Linked DNA regions of Mus musculus: region 1 is linked to region 2. A link is a contact called in public promoter capture Hi-C data. All regions are on one chromosome and are shown on one strand. Each heading gives the region's core, a stretch centred on a gene start, on an enhancer-like site or on the middle of the called end of the contact. The rest is flanking DNA. Distances are from core to core; before and after follow the strand shown.

Region 1 (6,450 bases), core at 388-2,887, 2.4 Mb after region 2:
GCCCTTCACATCCTTCAATATTTTCAGTGGGTTTGTTGTTGTTGTTGTTGGTGGTGGTGGTGGTGGTGGTGTTTGTTTTGCACAGCTCTGCTGTGGGTCTGGGACTCACAATATTCCTACTCCTAAAGTCTCCTGACTGCTGGGTGAACTGGTAGGAACCAACAGGCACACTATAGTTATTGTTAAAAAAATAATAAATTCCTAGTGTGCTAGGACATTCTTTTAATCCCAGCACTTGAGAATCAGGTAGATTTCTATGAGTTCAAGGCCAGCCTGATTTACATAGTAATTCCAGGTCAGCTAGGGAATATAGTGAGACCCTGCCTCAAATAAATAGTTGATAGATAACATAGATGATCTAGATATAGATGGTAGATAAAATAAAAAACATATTTTAATTTTTTTAAAATTGTGCTGGAGGTTGAACCCAAAAGTTCAAGCATAAGGATAGGCTACTAAAAATAATGGGCTTTATAGTATAAGGCTTTCAAAGCTAACTTCACATGTTTTATTAGTTTGGAGACCTAAATGCTATAACCAAAAATCACAGTAGCCTAACCCAACTCAAGGGTTGGAGTTCTGGTTTTCAAGATTTCCTTCTATGAACTCAGTCTTGTAGATGTGTTCTTGTCTCCTGTTTTACTTTTTTTTTTTTCTTCTCCGAGTGACAAGATACCATGAAAACAGCAACTCAGAGAGAAAGGAGAGTGAGAGCGCCTTGTTTTGGTTCATCTCAACGGTATGCTGTCCATCGAGGTGAGTAGGTTATTTATGATTGGCATCCGCAATCAGGAAGCAGATCGCTATCTGAGATTCCAGCTGTGAAATGGTCCCACCCAAATTTAGGGTGAGTCTTCTTCACCTCAAATAACATAATCCAGATAATCCCTCACAAACATGCTCAGACTTGTTTCCATGGTGATTCTAAATCCCATCAAGTAGAAAATTTAGACTTACCACTCCATCTGCCTTAGAGTCATACATGCACCACTCCCAAATACAGAAGACGACATGGAGGCATATGTATGTTGCGTGTAGTTTTAAAAACAGGCTTCTGCCTTGCCCCGCAGCTGCCATGCTGTGCTACCAGCCTCTCGTTTACCCTTTGTTCCACCTGGTTTAGCTCCTGGATTGATCGCAAACAGCCCTAACCCAGCTTCCTTTTGAATCCGGGGATAAAAGACAGCATACTCAGCCTTATTACCATAACTTGCCTGCTAAGCACAATTGCTGGGCACAAATACCTCCCGCCTGGAAATGTGTGTCCTTACCAATGTATTATCTCCGTCTCTCCTTCTGCCCTAAACTTAGTGGCTTGTTCCAATTAGCCCCTGCCAAACATCTTTGGCAACCCGCCCATAGAGGAGGTTGCAGGCCCTACCTGCCCCCGAGGTCTTACATGGTGGCTGTGTCCCTTTTTCCCCAAAGCATGGCTGAAAAGCCTCCTCTCCTTGCTTGCATCTGCCCTTTCCTCCTGGGACCCAGAAGTCCCAACCTGCCCCTTCCACCCAGCAATGAGTTCCCGGCCTTCTTTATTGACAAATCAAGAATCAATTAGGGAACTAGACCTTAGTATCAGAACTTCCCCTTACATATGGCTTCCCTAAAAGCTTTGATATAGAAACAACACATTACCTCCGTATACATCAGCACGAGCCAATCACGTGCTAACCCTCTCTGTAGGAGGACGCGGGACTGGGGAGCAACCACGCAGGACTTCCACGATCTACTTCCTGTTCTTCAGTCTATTTACCTTGGCAACAATTCTCATAACCCATGAAGGGTGGCATAAGTGAGAAAGTACCCATGGAAGTGTATGAAACAAACGGAACCAGGCAGTTGGCAACACTTAATCTTGCAGATAAATGAATTTCCGCAACAACAATTATTTAAAGCAGGTCCAGCTTCTGAGGGTGAATTTTGAGGAGATTTGGCTTCCTCCAAAAATATGCACCATGAATAAAAAAAATACTAAACTTGCTATACTCAAAACTTGCTAGGTGGTGATGGCACACAACTTTAATCCCAGCTGATCCCGGCACTCAGGAGGCAGAGTCAGATGGATCTCTGAATTTGAGGCCGCCCTGGTCTACAGAGCAAGATCCAGGACAGCTCAGGGCTACACAGAGAAATCCTACCTGGAAAAAAACAAAAAACAATCAATCAAAACCCGCCCCCAGTCTTTTAAGTCAATCCATTGTCACAATCAACCGAGAAGAGAATGGTAGTCTTCCAGGTCCTAATCAAGTGACACTCCAATGGCATTAGAAATGGACCTTCTAGTTTGAACTGGCCACAAACAACATTTAGAAACCAACTTAATTGAAAACACAACAGGTAGACATCATTTTTTTTTTAATTTTGTATTAGGTATCTTCCTCATTTACATTTCCAATGCTATCCCAAAAGTCCCCCATACCCACCCACCCCCACTCCCCTACCCACCCACTCCCCCTTTTTGGCCCTGGCGTTCCCCTGTACTGGGGAATATAAAGTTTGCAAGTCCAATGGGCCTCTCTTTCCAGTGATGGCCGACTAGGCCATCTTTTGATACATATGCAGCTAGAGACAAGAGCTCCGGGGTACTGGTTAGTTCATATTGTTCCACCTATAGGGTTGCAGTTCCCTTTAGCTCTTTGGGTACTTTCTCTAGCTCCTCCATTGGGGGCCCTGTGATCCATCCAATAGCTGACTGTGAGCATCCACTTCTGTGTTTGCTAGGCCCCGGCAGACATCATTTATTAATTTTTGATTTGATTAATGTGTTTGTTGTGTGTGTTTAGGGGTGTGTGTGTGTGTGTGTGTGTGTGTGTGTGTGTGTATGCGCGTGTGTCCATGTGTGCGCCTTTGGCATTAGCATGCCACATTAGTGTGTGAGTGAAGGTAAGGGTATGTGATGGTTTGAATGGAAAATGTCTGTCATAGTTTAGAGCATTTGAATACTTGGTCACCAGGTGATGGCACTGTTTGGGTAGGTTTAAGAGGTATAGTCTTACTGGAGAAAGTATGCCTCTGAGAGCAGGCTTTAAGAGTAAACAGTCTTGGTGGGGTGGGGACTGGCTAGATGACTCAGCGGGTGAGAGCACTGACTGCCCTTCCAAAGATCCTGAGCTCAAATCCCAGCAACCACATGGTGGCTCCCAACCACCCATAATGAGATCTGCTGCTGCCTTCTTCTGGTGCGTCTGAAGTCAGCTACAGTGTACTTATGTATAATAATAAATAAATCTTTGGGCTGAAACGAGCAGGGACTGATTGAGGGTGGGGGTGGGGTGGGGCTACTGGAAAAAGTGGGGTTGACCAGAGCGAGCAGAGGTCCTAAAATTCAATTCCCAAAAACTACATGAAGGCTCACAACTATCTATACAGCTACAGTGTACTCATATGCATAAGATAAATAAATCTTTTTAAAAAAAAAGGGTAAACAGTCTTACCTACTTCTATTTTTGACTCTGTCTGCTTCCTGCTTGTAGTTGGAGTTGCGAGCTCTCAGCTTGCCACTCCAGCAGCCATGCCTGCCATGTCTCTGCCATGATGGATTCTCGTCCCTCTGGAACCATGGTCCAAATAAACGCTTCTACACGTTGCTTTGGTTGTGGTGTGTTATCACAGCAATAGAAAATAATACAGAGAACAAGTTTCAGGGGTTGGCTCTCTCCTTCCACCATAGGTTCCCAGGGAGCTCAGGCCATCAAGTTTGTGCAGAAAGAACTAGCTTGGCCATCACAACCAGTCCAGGGTAGACAGTTTTAAAAGTTTGTTTTTCTTTCTTTTTTTAAGTTCTTGAGCCTTGATACATCTGTAAATGCTGTGTAATGGTTTGTATATACTTGAACCAGGAAGTGGCACTATTAGAAGGTGTGGCCCTGTTGGAATTGGTGTGTCACTGTGGGTATGGGTTTTAAGACCCTCATCCTAGCTGCCTGGAAGCCCATATTCTGCTAGCAGCCTGCAGATGAAGATGTAGAACTCTCAGCTCTGCCTGCACCATGCCTGCCAGGACGCTGCCATATTCCTGCCTTGATGTTAATGGACTGAACTTCTGAACAGGTAAGCTGGCCCAAATTAAATATTGTCCTTATAAGAGTTGCCTTGGTCATGGTGTCTGTTCACAGCAGTAAAACCCTAACTCAGACATGCTGCTATTATAAATGGCTTTTTAATTTGATGCTGCTGTCGTTAATCTCTTTTCTTTATTGGTATTTGTTCTTGGCACTGATGTTTTTGCTTTAGATGGTCATATGCAGAAGTATTGTACATTTATAGGCATGTGTATCTCATATGTGCATATACTCAGTCTTAACATTTCTGTAATTCATAATGTTAACTAATCCCTTTCTTGAAATGAGTAAGGTTTTTACTTTGTCGCAAAGTTAGGGCTGGAGAGATGACTTAGATGTGTCAAGCATTTAATGCTCTCCCAGGGGATCCAAGCTCAGTTCCTAGCATTCATAACACAGGGCTCACAACTGCCTGTTGCTCGGCACCAAGGGATGCAGTGCCCTCTTCTGGCCTCTGGGCACATCTGCACACACATGGCATACATTCATGCAGATAGGCACATGTACATATTGATACAAATAGAAAATGAGTCTTTTTTTAAAAAAATCACAGATTAATGACATGCAATAAGTACTTCTACTTTGGAAAGACACAATATAACTGACTTGCCTGGGTTTTCCTATAGTGTATAAAATTTATACATTTTCCACTTGATTTGAAGGGAAAAAATGAATTGTTTGTTTTTGACTTGGGGGTGAGGAGAGGTTGGCAGTCTCAACTGTCCAGGCTGCCCTTGAATTTCACATAGCTAAGCATAACCTTGATCTCCTGTTCAGCTTTCTTAACACTGGAATTGTAGGCCTGTAACACAGAGTCCAGCGTTTTTATTACTGTTTTCATTTTATCTCGGCTTTATTTGTTTGTTGTTTGTTTGTTTTCTGAGGCAAAGTCTCTCAATGTAGCTCTGGCTTGACTGGAACTCCCTGTGTAAACCAGGCTGACCCCAAACTCACAGACCTGCCTGCCTCTACCTTAAGAGTGCAGGAATTAAAGACATGTGCCACCACACTCAGATGTTCTTTTTTGTTTTGTTTTGGTTTGGTTTGGTTTTTGTTTTGGGGGTTTTGGGTTTTTGTTTGTTTGTTTTTCGAGACAGGGTTTCTCTGTGTAGCCCTGACTGTCCTGGAACTCACTTTGTAGACCAGGCTGGCCTCGAACTCAGAAATCCACCTGCCTCTGCCTTCTGAGTGCTGGGATTAAAGGCGTGTGCCACCACACCCGACTTCTCCAGTCCTTTTTATTGTTAAGCGTACTGTTTTAAGATAGGATATTAAGAAGTAAATGAAGAGGCAGTGTAAATTTCCACATCCTGTGGTGAAATATGATAAATGGTCTCAGTAGTTCCTGCCTAGCAAAGTGGACTAATCTATTAATGGAGGAAGTAATCTCTGCTTCCAGTTAGAATTCTGTGGAGCTGAGGTTTGCTGTGGAAATTAATGACTATTTTGCAAAATTTTAGGACACAAGAAGACAGCGGAAACAATGTTCCTCTGAAACTGACGTGGATCTCTCTTTTTTTTTTTTTTTTTATGGTTTTTCGAGACAGGGTTTCTCTGTATAGCCCTGGCTGTCCTGGAGCTCACTTTGTAGACCAGGCTGGCCTCGAACTCAGAAATCCACCTGCCTCTGCCTCCCGAGTGCTGGGATTAAAGGCGTGCGCCACCACGCCAGGCCTGACGTGGATCTCTTAAACGTTGTTCAGCTATATGCTTTGCAGACTGTTTACACAGAGAGGGTTGGGCCTACTGGCACATGCACGCACGCACGCACGCACACCCACACCCACCCACACACACACACACCTGTAATCCCAGTGAGTGACAGGTGTGAGAGAAGGATTCTTAGTTCCACCTTGTCTTTGGGTCCCAAGTTGCAGGTCTGTCTGAACTGTGACAACCAAAGCTTCAAATGTAGGAAGCAAACTTCCTGCCACTGAGCTGTACACTTCCTGTTACTGAGCTGCACACTTCCTGCCACTGAGCTGCACACATCTCCTGCCACTGAACTGCACACTTCCTGCCACTGAGCTGCACACTTCTTGCCACTGAGCTGCACACTTCCTGCCACTGAACTGCACACTTCCTGCCATTGAGCTGGACACTTCCTGCCATTGAGCTGCACACTTCCTGCCACTGAGCTGCACACTTCCTGCCACTGAGCTGGACACTTCCTGCCACTGAACTGCACACTTCCTGCCACTGAGCTGCACACTTCTTGCCACTGAGCTGCACACTTCCTGCCACTGAACTGCACACTTCCTGCCATTGAGCTGGACACTTCCTGCCATTGAGCTGCACACTTCCTGCCATTGAGCTGCACACTTCCTGCCACTGAGCTGCAGCTCCTGCTCTTGGCTCTTTCTATGGATGCTCTGCTACTGTACACACT
Region 2 (6,095 bases), core at 333-2,832:
CAGAGGACAAGATCAGTACTGTCAGAATACCTGCAGGAGGGTTACACGAAACAGTGCCGAGGTAAAGAAATGGCAGGGGAGGGAAGTCAAGTCATGTACTTGCTACAGTTTTTAAAAATAAGGGCACAGGACCAAGAAATTTTGATATTTATAGAGAACAGAAGATTTGGAATTTTTTGTTCTTGTTACTTTTATGTTACTTCAAGTGTCTGCATGTTTCCTTGGTGTGGATTCGTCAGCTACAGTGCTTTCTAATCTCTTTCATACACTCTACTGGATCTAATGTTTAAACACGTTAAAAGCTTAAAACCTACTTGTTAACAGAGCAGTTGTCAGTGACAATTAAAAAAAAAATCTCTCTGTTAAAGTCTGTATGGTATAGGTGTATCCATATAAACACATGAGTCTCTTTTGTTTTTACTTTTTATCCCTGGGAGGGGCGAGTATCAAATGCACATCTGTTTGAGGAACTCACTCAGGAAAAGCCAAACTGCAAACAAAATAATTTCCTTGGAATGGGGCTGACACCCATCTCCAAATACTCCTCAACAATTTGGTATGAACTCCATCTTCTGGTACACGGAATTACTTTTTCTTCCAAGTCTCCCAATTATTGTATTTCAAGTCAAATGTCTCTAGACTACTCACCTCCGAGTTATCTAAATTCATGTTTGCATTCGCTGATATTAGGGACCTCAGGCACTGCTGATTTTGTCACCATCTCATACAGTCTGCGGACACGGTTTAGAAAAATTTAACCTACACCATCATGCTCCAAACCCAACACAATCTATCAAGTACTGACTGCATTCTGCATATAGTCAAGATATTTATTACTGAGCTGCGGGAACCTTTTCATACAGGCAGAACCTTAATTCACAATAGATTCAATGCTCCAAAATCATAGAGCCTAGGAATACATCCGGCTACTTTTTCTGCACCTCAACTTGCTCCAGGAACTGTAGTTATGGAGGTGACCTCAAATGCCTCCATGATAGGTGACTTCAAGCCTCCAAGTGCTGTCGGGAAGGGAGGTCACTGGTGATTTCGTTAATACAGGCATCATACACGGGCATGGCGTGGAGGCAGTACTTCTTCCCCACGCGCTGGGCGCCTCACACAGCGAGGACTTGGAAAGTGCTTTACAAGATGCATGCGACAGTGAGTTCAGGAACGAGCCGCGTCGCTCCTACCTCAGCACCTACTCCCCGGCATTAACCCGTTGGGTCGGTCGCCCGGGAAAGGAACCCTTCCCGGGGCCGCCTCGCGCCGCGCAGGCGCACGCCGGCCGCGGGTCACGTGCCAAGGCCTGACGCCCCGCCCCGGCCCGCCCCGCGCCGCGCCGCGCTCTCCACCGCTGCCCCCACGGGGGCGGCGCGCGAGGATGGGACGGCGGCGGGAGGGTTACCTGTGAGGCGGGCGAACCCGGTGATGCTGTCGGGGACCGGGAGCTGCTTGAGGTAGGCGGGCAGCTGCACCTTCACGATGCGGGCCACGCTGTCCAGGACCATCCTGCCGCCGGCGGCGTCCGCTGCCCGGCTGCTGCGCTTGCGTGAGAGCGGAAGCGGCCGGCGGGCTCGCGGGCTCGGGCGGGAGGTGGCCCGCCGGGCCGCGATTGGCGCGCGGCGAGTGACGTGCGCGCTGCGGAGCGGAGCCGAGCGCAACGCAGCGCCCAGCGTACGGAGCCCGGCCTGTCCTCGGCTCGGCTGCGGGGGTGGGCGTCCGCTTTCGACCCTTGACGTCTGCGGAAGCGGGTGGCCGGGTTTTGAAAGAAACCCAAAGTTACCCACTGATTGTTTTTTCCTCCGCAACTTTAGTCAGTTCTGCCCAAGCAGTCAAAGGCTTTTCTTTTTAAAGGGGGGAAATGTGTTTGCCCCCCACCCCCTTTTTTAGACAGTCATGTAACCCAGCCTGAACTGACATTCAGGAGGCTGATAACTATGAGTATCTTCATCTTCCAAATGCTGGGATAACCACGCTTGTCTTGTGGAGTTTCTGTGACACGGGGCTTACGTCTTGTAAAATGTAAAGGTATTGGAGTGGTTTTACTTACCTATCTTGGCTGAGGTTAGAATAGCCAGGGTAATGCATTCGCTGTGGAGTTAAGGGCTTTTGACCCAGGAGCCTACTGTTGAATAGCAAGCTAGTCAGATGAGCAGGCTTGAAGGTCACTGAGGATGGACCGACCCCAAGTTCAGTCTGCAGCTTACAATCCTCGGAACTGAAACTGCAACTCTGATTACTGGTCAAAAAAAAAAAAAAATCTCTGGCCTTGGTGAAAACATGACATTCTAAACTGAGCCAAAGATCTTAAGTTTGCTATCTGGTGCTGAAAAGGAGAGCTTTCTGGGAAGAATAAAGGTGTAACCACTGTTCTCCCTCCTTTATGAGTTCATCCAAATGGGCCTATCAAGGAAATCGGAAAATTGTCTATTCAAGAGACTTAAATAGTACAAAGCCTACTTAAAAAACATGTCACAACACCATAGTTTAGCTGTTATCCACTGTCACCTCATGAAATTGTTCACCTCTATAGTGTTCCCTTTGGTCTCTTCTCCCCTTTGTGAGTACCCTACTTTATCATTTAATAAACTCTTGTCTTCACTATCCTGTGTCTCGTTTAAATTCTTTAAACAGACCACAAGTACTAGAGCTAAGGGAAGGCCAGAGCAAGTACCTGGTAAAAGTATCCTGGAAACTTGACATCAGTGTTCTGTAACATTCAGCATTTGGTATGCCCACGTAACATCGAGCTGTAATCAGCTTTATTTTTTTGTTGGTATTTTAAGTTTGAAAAGTAAACTGTTGGGGGGGGGTGGGTATGGGGGACCTTTGGGATAGCATTGAAAATGTAAACGAGGAAAATACCTAATTTAAAAAAAAAATCTAAAAAAAAAAAAAGAAAAGTAAACTGTTCTTTGAACTGTTTAAATTTAACTCTGATCATTTTTTTCACTAAAACACTAAAAAGAAAAGTAGCAGGTGATGAAAAGTTTTTTTAAAATTACTATCATTTTTAACCTGATCAGATTGACCAAGTACAATTGGATAATTGAAGGTTTTTGGATATAGAACATGTCTATGAGCTATGGCATAGCAAATGATACACCAAAAAGTGGTGATTTAAAAGATTACTGTTTCCATTAGGATTTCCATATTTCCATTCCTTTTGGGAGGTTAGGTTTTTTGTTTATTTGTTTTGTTTTGTTTGTTTTTGTCTGAAGGAAAAAAGGTCCCAAAGTTGTTTGTCTTAAAAGGAGTGAAATTTAAGCATTCTTGCCCTCTGAACTGTATTACCTCTGCTAATCAGGTATACCGTCCTTGTGGAAATGGTTGAAGTAGGAGGTAAGTTGAACATAGGGTACACTGAAGAATGTCTGCGAAAGGACATTGGATATTTCTTTTAATTCATCATGACAAGGACAAAATAGGCTATGTTGAATGACATTCTTAAGACCTCTACAGTTTTTCATTTGGGATAAAAGGTAGAAACCTGTCTTAGAAACACAAATATTCAAGTGCCAGATTACAATTCAGTGTACTCAGACACCAGTGTCACCATATAGGGTATGTCTAATACCCAGAGAGACTCAACAATTCAGCACACTCAGACACCCTTGTCACCACATAGGGTATGTCTAATACCCAGAGAGACTCAGTATTCTTTAGAGCCACAGTTGGCAATACCACCACTGCAATTGTTGTTTTCCTTTGAATGTTTTTGAATTCCATATAAAAAGAATTACAGGTGTGTGTGTGTGTGTGTGTGTGTGTGAGAGAGAGAGAGAGAGAGATTAGCTTCCTCTCAGCAGTATTTGTAGATACTGGATTGATATTTTTGATGGAAGCTTATATGCCTAAAACTTTTTTTCCTTGAAATTTAGAAAAGTATGGATCATATATTAGCTGTTTCTGTTGAATGGCACGAGCTATGTTAAAGGATAGTCTTATAGTCCCATCAGAATTTATATCCTGTTTCACTTCTTTTCTCTTTAAATTTCTTCTTTTAGTGTGTCTGTGTTTTGCCTGCATGTATGTCTGTGTACCACATGCATGCCTGGTAGTTATGAAGACCAGAAAAGGCATCAGATACCTAGGGACTGGAGTCACCGACTGTTGTAAGCCCCTATGTAAATGCTGGGACTCAAACCCAGGCCTTCGGTAGAGCAGCTGGTGCATTTACTCACTGACTGTCTGTTCACCCTCTTATTTTTATTTCTTTTAAATAGATGCAGATAGTCGAATATAATCTTGCAAATACCATTACATCTGGTACATTTCCAGTATTTTTCATTTGTAACAGTCTACTTTATTGGCTAGCTGGACTATATCTGATATTAACTGAAACTCAAGCAGCTGGGTACTCCTGTAAGGAATTTTTTCTTAAATAACTTGAAGTGGGAAGACCCAACTTTAATCCCGATCTTTTGAAGTAGGAAGGTCTATATTTAATCTGGGCCACACCTTCTGCTGGTAGCCTATATAAAGGACATGGAAGAAGGAAGCTTTTCTGTCTAGTTCTCCTTCTCTCTGGCAAGTCCATTCCTTCACTAGCATTAGAGCCCACTTCTTTGGTATTCGGGTATATATTGAAGCCCAGCTGATACATCCAGTTTCATAGACTGAATAGCTACCGGATTCGAGGATTATCCATTGGTAGCCAGCCATGTTGGACTAGCTGGACCATAGCCTGTCAGCCATTCTAAAATAATACCCTAGCTAGAGACAGAGAGGAGAAAGATGGATGGTAGTCATATAGATGGATAGATGGACTGATGGACAGATGAATAGACAGATACATTCTATAAGTCTGTTATTCTAGAACTCTAAAACATTGGGTATTCTTTTTTTTGTAATTTTAGCAGTGATTTATTAAACTTAGTCTTATTCTTTAAAACCAGGGTTAGCAGGAAATAAATGTGGAAGCTAAACCAATGGGTATTCATAAAACACACACTTGAAAATAATATGTTCTAAAGAGAACTGGCATGCTTATCTGACTATGTTATGACACAGTATTCAACAAATTCTGGGTTTACTGGAACTAAAATGTCACCTTTAAAAAAATACCCAAGAACGGGCAGGAGAGATGGCTCAGTGGTTAAGAGCACTGACTGCTCTTCCAGAGGTCCTGAGTTCAAATCCCAGCAATGACATGGTGGCTCACAACCATCTACAATGGGATCTAATACCCTCTTATGGTGTGTATGAAGACAGTGACAGTGTACTTACATATATAAAATAGATCTTAGAAAACAAAACAAACAAGCAAAAAGAAAAGAAACCAAGACAGAGTCTTATGTAGCCCAAGCTAACTTCAAAATCACACTCCTCCTACCTTTGCCTCCCAAGTGCTAGAATTATATGCATATATCAGCTTTTCTTTTGGTTTTTACATAGATAATATGGCAGCCTGATTATTATAATCCAAATGTCAATACTTGGTATGTCTATTGTGCACTCAAGATTTTGGTAAGTATAAAATTCTTAAAGGATCCCCATGTAGATATCAAGAAATATCTGTATCTACCATTTCTCCAGCCCTTAGATGAATTTATTTTAAATAAACATTTAATGGAAGCATGGCATACATAAATATACACAATTGCTCTGCACCAATGATATCATAAAGATAATTATATGGCCACCACGTACACAACTATATTACTGTCTCTTAATTATTACTCGTCTGTCTGTAAGTCACTATATTCCGAATTTTAAGATAAAATATTAGATTTACTAGTACTTAACCTTTATGTATATTAAATTATACGTAGTATATTTTGTGTCTGGCTTTATGTAACTTTGTGAGATTTATTCATGTCGGTACTTGTAGCAGCTGTACATTTATTTCACTGTTTTATACTATTCTATCAGTATACCGCAATGTATCATGCTACTCTTAGTCGTATTGGGTAGGTTCTTACTATTTGCTTGAGAGCATACTGGTAGGAATACGAACTTCTCGTACATATTTTTTTAGAGTGCCCCTATTTGCATTTTGTTGGTGGTTTTCTTAGACCTAATGCCTCACTGGTAGAGGTTTTAGGTTCTTAGGACTTTGGAGCTCACTTTGAAAAGTAGGTCAAGCATGG

What was found. Promoter capture Hi-C pulls out the DNA fragments that hold promoters and counts their contacts.
Region 1: a promoter capture Hi-C map of embryonic stem cells shows a contact between it and region 2, with 7 times the contacts expected there. The contact joins the enhancer-like site here to the promoter of Cisd2 in region 2. A contact is called at or near these places in 2 of 39 promoter capture datasets (cranial neural crest and embryonic stem cells) and 6 of 115 datasets of contacts at active chromatin or transcription factors (bone marrow-derived dendritic cells, embryonic forebrain, embryonic stem cells and 1 more).

What each region holds. Positions count from the first base shown.
Region 1 is chr3:137,846,899-137,853,348 of GRCm38.p6, forward strand. No RefSeq gene overlaps it. Among named protein-coding and RNA genes, the nearest start is that of Gm43403, 14 kb to the right of the region's middle. Within about 2 kb of position 1,638, at least 34 of the 459 cell types and tissues checked have an H3K27ac peak or open chromatin away from gene starts, as enhancers often do. A contact at or near this core is called in embryonic stem cells, where this site is marked.
Region 2 is chr3:135,421,851-135,427,945 of GRCm38.p6, forward strand. It overlaps Cisd2 (CDGSH iron sulfur domain 2), which reads right to left and starts at 1,583. Exons shown (of 3, transcript NM_025902.3): 1 at 1,409-1,583. The coding sequence starts at 1,511.